Linked DNA regions of Oryctolagus cuniculus: region 2 is linked to region 1. A link is a contact called in public Hi-C data. All regions are on one chromosome and are shown on one strand. Each heading gives the region's core, a stretch centred on a gene start, on an enhancer-like site or on the middle of the called end of the contact. The rest is flanking DNA. Distances are from core to core; before and after follow the strand shown. Region 1 overlaps RUNX1 (RUNX family transcription factor 1). Region 2 has its middle 79 kb from the start of CLIC6.

Region 1 (5,623 bases), core at 1,399-3,898:
AGTAAACATTATTCATTGTAATTAGACCAAGATCCAGCCGAATCCTTGGAATTAGAAAAAGCTTATATTAAATTAATATCCCCTTAAAGGGGACAATTATTCAAGTACATTTTAAAAAGAGAGAAAAAAAGGCTACCCTGTGTGTGCAGCTTCAATCACCTGCTTCATTAGCCTTTTAAATGAACAGGAAATGACCGCACGGATCGTACTGAGAAAACCGCACCTCTACAGAGCGGCTTACACCCCACCGAAGGCGCCAGGACCAAGGCCCCACCGCAGAAATGAAAATCCGACAGCTTGCGGCCAGGGTTGCGGCGTGGTTGTTTAAAAACGCCCGGGGTTGTTTACATATTCCCGTCGAAGGCCAAGCTTTTTAAAAGCGGCCCAGAGCTAGGGCAAGACCGAGGCCGGAGGGGCGCCTACGCCAGCTGCCCAGCCGGAGGGACCGGGCCCCGGCCGCCCCCTCCTCCGTCAGGGAGGCTGGTCCGGGGGGCGTCCCGGCTCTCGGCCCCCGGGCTCCGCCGAGGCGAGCCTACGACCCAGAGCAGCAGGAGGGCTGCAGGGCAGAAGTTGGGGTCGCTGCGTGCGGCTTCTGGCTACCGCGGGCTGGAAACGCGCACAACTTGTGCAAACTTCATTACGCTCGCCGTGGACTTTGGACGCGCTCGTCCCTACCGGCGGTGGTGGGAGGTGGGGGGCTTATTTGCACAGACCGAAGGCACTGAAATCTCTCTCTCTCCCTCTCTCTTTATCTCTCTCTCTCTCTCCCTCTCCTGCAGCCTTCAGCTCAGAGAGGCAAAATGGTTCGTTGGTGCCTCAACCCCCGAGCTAGAGGCGCAGCACCCGCTGGGTTTCAACTTTTTCCGACTTTGACTCTCAGGGAAGGCTCCTGCCTAGGGCGTTCCTCCTCGGACGTCTCCGGGGCCATCCGCATCCTCTTGGCCCGCCTGGACGCCGCCCGAGGGTCGCCACGGCAACGCAGCATCCCCGCATCCCCGGCGCAGGGAGCTGGACCAGGGGCCGCGCGGGGTTAGCGGCGGCCCCGCCCGCCCAAGCCGCTGGCCTCCCCCCCGCCCCAGGCCGGCCTCCGCCCGTGCCCCCGCCGCCCCCTCGGGGGCTCAGTACCTTGAAAGCGATGGGCAGGGTCTTGTTGCAGCGCCAGTGCGTGGGCAGCACGGAGCAGAGGAAGTTGGGGCTGTCGGTGCGCACCAGCTCGCCGGGGTGGTCAGCCAGCACTTCCACCATGCTGCGGTCGCCGCTCCTCAGCTTGCCGGCCAGGGCGGCGCCGGCGTCCGGAGCGCCCAGCGGCAGCGCCTCGCTCATCTTGCCCGGGCTCAGCGCGGTGGACGGCGGCGTGAAGCGGCGGCTCGTGCTGGCATCTACGGGGATACGCATCACAACAAGCCGACTGAGTTAGGGCCCTGCAAACGGCTCCCACCGGACGGCGCAGGGGGCGCGGGTCTCCAGCTAGCAGCTCCCCGGACACCAGCATACAAGTCCAGGGGCCCCGGTGGCTGCGGGGGGCCCTGGGGGAGGTCGGGGAGCCCGGGTTACCAACAGTCTGGGGCGAGCGGACTGTCTGGCTTCTCCGGGCGGCCTTGGACCCCGCAGGGCACCCAGCGACAGACCGCTTAGGGCACTGAAAAGTAGGCGACCAGAATCCAGAAAGCAAACGCCAAAGAGAGACTATCTTCAGAGTTTAAGTTCAGTCTTTGGCAGCCAGCAAAAAAAGTTCCCAGAGGCAAAATTACCATACACACTTCCTAAAAAAAAAAAAAAAGTATGCAGAGAGCAAAATGACCAGCAAACACGGTTTGGAAGTTCCAGTAGTTAAGCGCCTGTCAGTTTGTTTCTGTTTGTTTTTGTTTTGCAGGTGAGTTTTGTTTACCGTCCCAACAGACTGCGAAATAGACGCGTATATTCCATACACAACGCCACTTTTGACCATGAAAAGCTGGCTTCTGTCTTCAAAAGCGAGGGCTGCGACTTCCAAAAATCGTGCCGCTAACGTATGTGCACACGCACATATAAATATATACATATGCTCTACTTCATAAAATATTTACAATAGAATCTGTAGAGAGTTTAAACACAACAGAAATCCATTAATGTTCGCTGAAGATTTTTTTTTTTCCTAAGTAGCCTTGGAAATCCGCTTCAGTAGTTGGAGCAGGGCTGGGCAGAAGTGCTTGTCATATTCTCTTGCAAAACCCTCAGTGCAGAAAATTCAGCTTTTCAAAGAGGTCTAGCTAACCTGAAAAGACTAAAAAAGAGAAGTCCAGGTCGATGGCACTCTGAGCACAGCGCTCTCAGCGAACTGGGGTCGGGGGTGTTGGTTAAGTTCGCGGCGGATCCTGCGGTTTCGTGGGAGTCGGTCGCGCAGTCGAGACACACACACACGCAGACATGCACTCTTCGGGAGCCAGCCGCTGTCTACACCGCCTCGATGAGTCAGCCCGGGCTCGGGCGGCTCCGAGAGAGAGAGAGGATCTTCCTCCGGCCTTGAGCACCGCCTAACCGCAGCAGGTGGAGCGGGCCCTGGGAGGAGGCTCCGCGGGCGGCTCGGGTTACACACGCACGCACCCTCTCCCACGCACACGCATCTTCGCGGGCCCGCCTCGGACCACCGCGCACTTTCTCCCGCAGAAGTCAAAGGAAACAGCCGGGGTGTGGGGTGTGGGGGGGTGTAAAAAGTTCACCGCCAGCCAAGACGCCAGTTCATTCAAAAGTCAGAAAGGAGGAAAAAAAAAAAAAAAAAAAAAAAGGAAGCTCCAACGCAGGGCCCAGGGAAGCAGAGCGGCTGCTGCTGGCTTTTCTTCGGGAGCCCCGGGCCGAGGTGCCTGGCGGCGCAGGGCCGGGCAGCGTGGTGCCCTGGCTGGGTCCGGCTGCGGGGCGCCCGTCCCGCCCGCGCCCGCTGGCTCTATGAATGAGAGTGCCTGGAAATGGACGTGCTTTTACTGTAAGCCCGGCCCGAGGAATTCCATTCCCTCAGCTCGTTTGCATAGGGGCGGCCGGCGGCCAATCACGGGCCTTTCCGGTATCAGCCAGGGCGCGGCTCGCGGCCGCCCGCTCCTGGAATTGGCCCGCGCGCCCCCGCCGCCGCCGCGCGCTACTGTACGCCTCCCGGGCGGGGAGGAGGCGGTGGCCGCAGCGGCGCGGCCGGAGCGCCCGCACCCACGCAAGGCCCACGCGTCCACACGCACACATACCCGCTCCTGAGAGCCTGCAGGGCGTGCAGCGGCGCCTCAGGCAGGGCTCCGGGCAGGGCCGAGCCCGCGCGCCCCGGGGAAGACGCAGCGGCCACCCGGCGACCTGGGCCAGCGCGGCGGGCCACCGGCACGCCTCTGCTTCCCGGGGAGGAGGACCGACCCGGCGGGCAGCGGCGGCCAAGTGGCGCGGACTTGGTTTAGCTAAGACCAGCCGGAGCTCCGCAACATTTTTTTTTTCTAATTTTTCCGCTCTCAGGGCTTGTTTTCGTGAAGTGCGCCACGGCTAGGTTACGTGCGCGCCTCGCCCTGGCGGAGTGCGCGGAGCGGCCATCGAAGGCGTTTCCTCCTCTGCAGAGACCCCCGGCCCCCGACCCTCACACCCCCACAAGCAACCAGCGACTTCAAAGTTGCAAGCGCCCGCTTGGCTCGCTCCCTGCCCCCGCAGGCGGGGGAGAAAGCCGAGCCTCGTAGCCACCCTCCGCCTTCCCCGCACACGGCCCCCGCGCGAGCGCCCTCGGGTGCCGAGCCCACGCCGCCTTCGCGGCGGGCGGGAGCTGCCCCCGCGCCCGTCCCCGCGGCGCCCGGGTCTCTCCCCGCCGGGGCCCCGCACTCCGTCTCCTCCGTGGGCTGCCTCAGCTTCCCCACGGAGCCCTACAACTTCCACTCTCCCGCCCGCCTCGTCTCTCCGGGCGGACGGGGTGTTGCGGCACGCCGCCGCCGCCGGGGCCTGGGGGAGACGGCGGCCGTGGCGTGGCGTGGCGTGGCGGGCCGGCCGCGGAGGCCTCTGCCGGGCGCCGCGACGCTGCCCTCGCAGGGTCGGTGCTGCGGGCCGCGGGCTCGGGGCGGACGCCAGGGGGCAGCAGCCGCCCTCGCTCGACGCCCCGGGCGCCCGGCGACCGCGCAGTGCACCCGGAACGCCCCGACGGCGCGGGGCTCCGCGGGGCCCGCCTGGCGGCCTTCGGGTCACTGCTGTGGCAGCTTGAGTTTGGGGGAGCGAAGACAGGAAATGGCAGCCGGAGCCAAGTGCAGCGGCCGCGGCCCGGAGCTGGCGGCTGGACCTCGGGGAGCCCTCGGGCTGGGGTCTCGCCCTGAAGTCCTTTTTCTGGACGCCGCGGCCTGGGACCGTCGGTGCCCCGGGTCCTCGGGGGCAGAGAGAGGCGCCCTCTCCGGGCCCACTCGTCCGCGGCTCCTCCCAGCCCTCCACGCTTCCCCCCCGAGTGGGCCCGGCCCGTTCCTTTTGCGCCCCGGGGCGCCGCAAGCACCCAGCGGCTGCATTTTCTTTGTTTTACGCAGTCGGGAAGAAAACTACCCTTTGTTTCTCCTTAAAAATGATTTTGGAAGAGACCCCTTTTCAGATGTTGACTCCCAAAGCTCGCTTTCTGCCTCCCCCGTGGCTCGGACCGCGTCCCGGGGCCATGGCGTCGGGTCCGGACACGGGGCGCCGCCGGCTCCTGCAGCAAGTTCGAGGCCAGGGACGCCTTGTCGCTTCGGCTCCTATGCATTTCCCTCAGAGCCCACCGAGGGCTCCTGGGGTCACCCTAAAGGCACCCCGGGGACCGCCGGCCACGAGGATGGCGCGGGAGTGGGGTGGTAGAGGCTCCGGAGAAAGCGGCCGACGGGTGACCCGACCCTCGCAAAGCTCCAGGCTGGCTCCCAAGGGGTTCGGGCCATTTGCCTAAAACCCTGACCGTGTAAGGGACTGCGGGTAGGACCCTCTGCTGTCCCCTCGCAGGCGGCGGTCACTTTTCCTGTCCACGTAAGGGAAGTTAGGCGCAGGAGGAGTCCATGTGCCAAGTTCACCTTCGAAAGGCAGCACGTGGGCGCTGCCCGGCTAAGAGTTTCAACCCAGAAATCCCGAGTTCGAAGCCCTCCACCGGGGATCACAGCGACCACAGCTGTTCAGGTCGCGGCGAGGGCCGCTTGGGATGCGCCGCAACTGTGCGGGTGAGCTGCGTGCGCCGCGCGGTGCGAGCGTGAACCCCGAAAACTGACGCACCGCCGCTCCCTCGGTGCTGAGAAGCTCACCGCAAGCGCAGGCGGGGAGCCCTCCTGCACCCCGTTTTTGTTTTTTAAATTGTTTTCCCATGCGCATAAAATCGTCCGGGAGCTGCAGGTGGGAGAGGAGGAGTCCCGCTCCCCCCAAGGAGCGCTCTTTTCTGTGACAACGTTGAATTCCCCTTAAAAAGGAGGAAGGCGCCTTACCACGGTCACGCCCCGGGTTTCCCAGGAACCGCGCTGAAATTTACCTAATGCAAAATACGAGACAACGAAGCCATAGGTCAGGCGCGCGCCCTGGGACAGATCTTTCCAGATTTGTTGCAGGGGGACAGTTTGCAAACAGGCTGTTAACAAGAATGAAATGCAAGTTCCCACCGTGAATTTTAAAAGCAGTATTCGGTTAGTTGGAAGAAAAG
Region 2 (5,623 bases), core at 1,306-3,805, 140 kb before region 1:
CACAGCCCTGGCCATTGCTACTATTTGGGGAGTGAACTAGTGGATGGAAGATCTCTCTCTCTCTCTCTCTCTCTAACTCTGACTTTCAAAAAAAAATTTTTTTTAAAGCAGCTCTGGTCTAGTGGGCAGGAAAGGAACAGAACATGGAAGCTTTATGGGGTCTTTCTGTTGAGTTTTCCTGCAAAGTAGAGCTGGTTGCCCTGGAGCCTGTCTGCCCTATGATGCTGGAGACCTTGGGCCTTCCAAGATTTGGAGCCACCCCCGATGTCTAGTGTACAGAGGTGCCTGTCTGTGGTTGGAAGGCAGAGAAGAGGCCTGGGCCTCCTGAAGTTGTGCAGTAGTAATTGGAGACAGCAGGGCTGTGTGCCTTGAGCAAGGTCATCTTAGCCTCAGTCTCTTCCTTCCTCGCTCACGCATGCCTGCAGCTTCCTGGGTGCCCAGCTGCAATGCATCTGCCCCAGGAACTGTGAGCCAGGAGGGCTGTATCTGTGTTGTGGGCGATGCGCAGGCAACGAGGATCCCAGGCTGGAACTCTGAACTGGGCGGTGCTGCTCCTGATAGCATCACTCCCTCTCCATGACCGTCAGGATAGGACGCAATGGTCCGGGGCTGGGTGGGAGGTGTGTCTGACCCCAGGTACGCAGCTTTGCCCCTAACTCAATGAAATGCCTTCCCCTGTGTGGGTGCGTCCTGGAGTTAGGGGAGAACTGCTGATAAGCAGGGTCTGACGTGCAACAGGACGTAGCCAGTGCCAGAAAGGGGCTCCCGGCACAATGACCTGCACCGGCAGGTGCAGCATCTCGGCACTCAGGGGGAAGGAGTGGGCAGGGGGGTGACACAGCATGGGCAGCTGCTTGTCCTGGTCCCTGTGCCTTCTTACAGCTCCCGAGGAAGCCTGGAGAGCTGAGTGGCCCTCAGAGCCCAGCAATGGGCCACCTGCTCCTGCTCTGTCCCCCCAGGGAGAGTTACTGAGCTTTAGTTGCCTGGTGCCCCACAGCCTGCCCAGGGCTGGAGGAGGGAGGGAAGAAAGATGGCCCCAACCTGCCCCGAGTGTCCTGGAACCAAAGGGCCCACTTGGCCTGTGTGTTTTCTCAGGCGCGCTCCGGTCTCCGGCTTCCATCGCCCCCAAGGGGCCGTGACTGTGGGTCAGGGAGCAGCACCTGAGCGGCTGGCCAGCCCTTGACCCTGGTGCACCAGCTGGCAGGTGGGCACCTCCCAGGCTCGTTCTGCAGACTTAGTGTCAGCTGCAGGTGCCCCTCCGGGTTCCCCTTCTCTGACAGTAGATAAACGCTAGATTATTGACAGAGGATATTGATGGCGATTGCTAGAGTGGAGGTAGATGAGAGATAGTTGCTTGATTGATAGATGATATAAATAGATGACAGACAGTAGATAGGTAGGTAGATAGACAGACAGACAGGCAGACTTTATATAGAAGAGGCTAGAAATTCTGACAAGAGACCAGCGTTATAAATTATCATTGTATATATTTTTCTAATCGATCTTTTCAAATTTCTACCCAATAAACGAGCCTGGCCTCAAGATGTTCATCTTCCAGAGAAGACAAAGTTCAGAGAAATCAAATTCTTTGTGCAGCAGGGCCCAGAGACAGCCAAGAGCCTGAGTCCTCCACCTGTCCACGCTGTGAGTTGAGTTGTCCCCAAGTGCTCCCTATGTAGGGAGTGGGTATGGGCAGTGAACACAAAGCATGGTGACAAGTGCGGCTCAAGATGTCACCTCAAGTCTTTGAGGCACCAAATATTGGTGACGTGGCCACACCCTGGTTGGAGCAAGTATTGGCTACAACCACACACCGTTAGTGCCCCAGTGGAACATGGGAACCTGGAGCCGTCTATGCGGCCAGATCCCTTCTCACCCCACCTTGGTTCCTGCATCTGGAGAGGGTGCCCCAAGTGGGTGAGGGGCTGCATCAGTGCGATCCCTGGTGGGGGGGGGGGCTGCTTTCCAAGCCCCGCCCCTCCCCAGGATAGTTCCTCCTGTCCCAGTGTCAAATCTTGTTGTCTTCAACAGGGGTGTCTTATTTCTCATGGCATGGCCATGACCCCTGGGCACAGCCCCAGTATTCCTTCTTCAAGCCTAAATCCTCCTGCTCCTCAGTGCCTCCCCTTGGGAGCCTTGCCTGACCCAACCGCACGAATATTCCCAAGTCCCAGCCCCAGGTGTGGTACCCCCTGCAGGGCTGGTCCAAATGAACACCTGCTCCAGAGGTGTCCTGCCTCTGGCGTGGATGATCCAAACCCATGGCATTTGGGACACACAGCTTGGTCCCGGGTGCACTGCCCCCAACCCTACTCCCACCCCCAGCAGCCTGACAGAGATCCTGATTGTTCTCAGCAAGACCAAGCCCTACCGTCCACGGACAGCCAGGGTCGCGTCTGTGCAGCTGTCCCCGCCTGTGCAGCTGTCCCCGCAAGCCGCACTCTCCAAACCACATTCCCCATCACTCTCGCATTCACACTTTGCACCAGGCTCAGAAGCATTGCACGCAGAAGAACCAGATAAACGGGTCCAAACCTGCCCGGCCATTTACAGTGGGCGCTTAGGTGAGTCACCTGGCATTTTTGTGCCTTTGTTACCTCAACGGTTACAAAGCGCTTAGCAGTCTCTGGACCATCGAGGGGTTTTGTCGTGAATAAGCTTCCATAGGACAGCTGGAGCAGCACCCACGTGCGGGTGTGTCAACATCCCCAGGGTGGTGGGGACCCACCCAGGGCCCCTTACGACTGTGTCTTCGCCGTGGTAGCTGCTGCTACAAACTCAGGGCCCTAGGTTTGTCTTGGCTGACTTGGTTCCATTTTCAATTGAAAATGGAGTTTGGACAGTCTTCAGCCCGACTCGCTCTGCACCCTGGACCCCAGCCAGTGAGTTCTGAGTAACTCAGACAGGGTGGGGTCACCAGGATTTGGTTATTGGATTTTTTTCTCCCCCTGCGGTTTTGGCCAGCCTGCGGCATGACGGGCAGCGACACTGTCTAAGGCCGGACTCTCCGGGACGGATTCGGGTCACTCTGGGCATCAGCTGGATAGGGCTGGCACGGCCAGCAGCTGGGGTCGGGAGCTGCCTTCTTTGGCCTGGACACCCCCTCCCCATCATCTGCAGCCCCTGGGCAGTGCCAGGCTCCAGTGGCTGTGGCTCCATTATCTAAAGGGCATACACCACTGTGTCTGTGTGTCAGGGCTGGGCGTCCCTGGCCACAGACCCCTCCTCCAGCCGGCAGCTCACCCGCCTGAGCTCTGGGGGCGTGGAGAGAGGAGCCCACCTAGCCATGTCCTGGCTCCAGCTGTTTCCCACCGTTTGTCCTCTCCCTCCGGCTCAGGTCTGGTTAGCTGGGCTCGTGCACCTGGTTCCTGCCTGTTCCCCAGTGCCCTCAAGGGTGCTCACTCAGACCCGGCTCCCAGTGTGGAGAAGTCTTCCTAACCAAGTCGCTGGGGTGCCCTGCACACCCTATTCCCAGTGCATTCCATGCAACTCCAAGTCTGGCAAAGTAGAAATTTCTGGAAACCTAGCATCCAATTGAAGAGAGAATGAATGGCGTGGAACGTACACTTTGCACATGCCTGTGTGTGTATGTGTTGGGGTCTTTTATTCATTCACTTAGAAGTTTGTGTCCAGGGTAAGAAGGCCCCAGCCAGGCCAGCCCAGAGCCCTAAATTGAGAGAACATGGAGACCAGGCTGCCTTCCACGTGGTCAGAGAGCAGACACCTCCCTGCCGAAGCCGTCTTAGGGATCCTCGTCAGTGTAGGGACACGGCTGTCCCTGGAGGGTCACGACCCTGAGTGTGATCAGTGACATAGGCAGCACACCCCCTTCCCAGGGCTTCCTGAGGCTTTGTGCCATGCCGGGCCGTTAGCATCGGGTGCAAACAGAGTCCTTAACTCTGCACGGAGTTGCCAGACGATTTATCCTATTGGCACCAAGCCTGGAATTATAATCAGATCTTGACTTCTTCAAAGCCTCCTTGCCTTGGTTTTGGCAAATCACAAATAAATATCGAGGGCAATTACCTTCCTTTATTCTCTGATGTATGAAGGGGGGGGGGCTCACCCATTAATTCCGGAGCCTTCTCATTTCATTCGGAAGGCATTCGCCCATGGAACTTGTTAACTCAGTATCGACACGGTCCGTCTAGGTTTTGACTGAAAAGAGAGTTCTTATGCTCTGGGTTAATATTTTCCTCTCTTTAAGAAGCCGTGGGCCGTGCCAGATACTCCTGACAAAAACGTCTGTTTTCTTCCCATTACTGGACACATCATTTGTGTGGGTCAGTATACATGCTATGCTCAGAAGATCCTCCAGGGGGCAGCAAACAACCACCTCTGAGTGGTTGTCTTAGGTTGGGAGGGGGCGTGGCTCGCTCGCTGCCTCCTTGGGGGCGCCTCCAGGAGCAAGGTCAGAGACAGCCCCTCCGTCTTGAAGCTGCAAAAGTGACTAGACCTGTTAATGACTTAATGAGCCGCTGGCTTTGAACATGAAAAGTGCTGCATAAGTGGGGTGTCCTGTTTCCATTTTGGGGAGCTCTTCACCGGGGTTCTTCCGGGTGATCTTCTTCAAGTTCACGCAGGTTGGCTCAGACAGGCCATACCACACCGATGGTCCGAGGAGGAGTCTCTGCGAGGGATCTGCCAGCAAGCGTGTGCTTGGCCCCACGCAGCTCCCAACGCCGGAGCAGGGGCTCAGTCACACGGCTCGGATGCCGGCCCCGGGTGCTGGGGAATGAGCAGAGCATGCTTCGGCAACTGAGGCCGGAGCCCTTGTAGCTTCCGGGGCCTGGCTGGGCCAGAGGGTGCTGGTCACCAATCTGAGGGTCCCTCCAACATGTGGCCAGCCCTCCCTGGGCTGGGCCAGCCCACCCACGGCTTGCCATTGTCCTTGAGAATGGGGACGAGGAGCTGGGGGAGTCGCCTACACAGAGGGAGTGCTCAGGTGCTACGGAGCACAGGTGGGACGTGGAATGGTCTTCCAGCTTCTGTCCTGCGTGATCTCCCTGGAGCTCCGTGGAGAGAGACGGAGGATGAGGGGGGGGGGTCTTCCTTCATGGCCCGGCCCAGGGTCTTAGTCCTCGTGGTCGCACAATTAAAGGCTGACCAGGGGAAGTCACGGCATTTGACAGGCCATTCTTGCAGAGAGTCCTCCTGTGCATCTTGACCGAGAGACCAAGGAATCATGGCAGGATCTAAGAGGAGTCCCGGGGAAGGCCTCCGGGGAACAGGAGCAGCCCCTGGGCCCCGTCCACTGGAGCCGCGTGGTCCTCCACTACTCCGGGGGCGTGTGTGCTCCGTTAGCCGCTGCTCTACTGTGGCTCTGATGAGTCTGCTTCATTACGTTGTCTAAGATGCGGTACAACTCCCTTAGCTGTATCAGTTTGACCTCAAGAGCAAGACCCTGACTTACCACCCTTAAAAGTCCAAGGAACAGCACTGGCGTTGTGGTGCTGCAGGTTGAGCCACCCCCTGCCTGGTGAGCACCAGTCCTAGCCCCGGCTGCTCCACTTCCAATCCAGCTCCCCGCTAACGCCCCTGGCAAAGCACCGGAAGATGGCCCAAGTGTTTAGGTCCCTGCCACCCACACAGGAGACCTGGGTGGAATTCCAGGCTGCTAGCT

Evidence for each region. Hi-C and Micro-C count contacts between places; a contact is called where the count stands out from the background.
Region 2: a contact with region 1 is called in a Hi-C map of an unstated tissue, with 5 times the contacts expected there. The contact joins two enhancer-like sites. A contact is called at or near these places in 4 of 6 Hi-C or Micro-C datasets (ear pinna, embryonic fibroblasts, psoas muscle and 1 more).

Annotation. Positions count from the first base shown.
Region 1 is chr4:10,181,151-10,186,773 of mOryCun1.1, reverse strand. RUNX1 (RUNX family transcription factor 1) reads right to left here. Exons shown (of 7, transcript XM_051833591.2): 3 at 1,126-1,379. Among named protein-coding and RNA genes, the nearest start is that of RUNX1, 150 kb to the right of the region's middle. Within about 2 kb of position 2,648, at least 5 of the 8 cell types and tissues checked have an H3K27ac peak or open chromatin away from gene starts, as enhancers often do.
Region 2 is chr4:10,321,648-10,327,270 of mOryCun1.1, reverse strand. No RefSeq gene overlaps it. Among named protein-coding and RNA genes, the nearest start is that of CLIC6, 79 kb to the left of the region's middle. Within about 2 kb of position 2,555, at least 1 of the 8 cell types and tissues checked has an H3K27ac peak or open chromatin away from gene starts, as enhancers often do.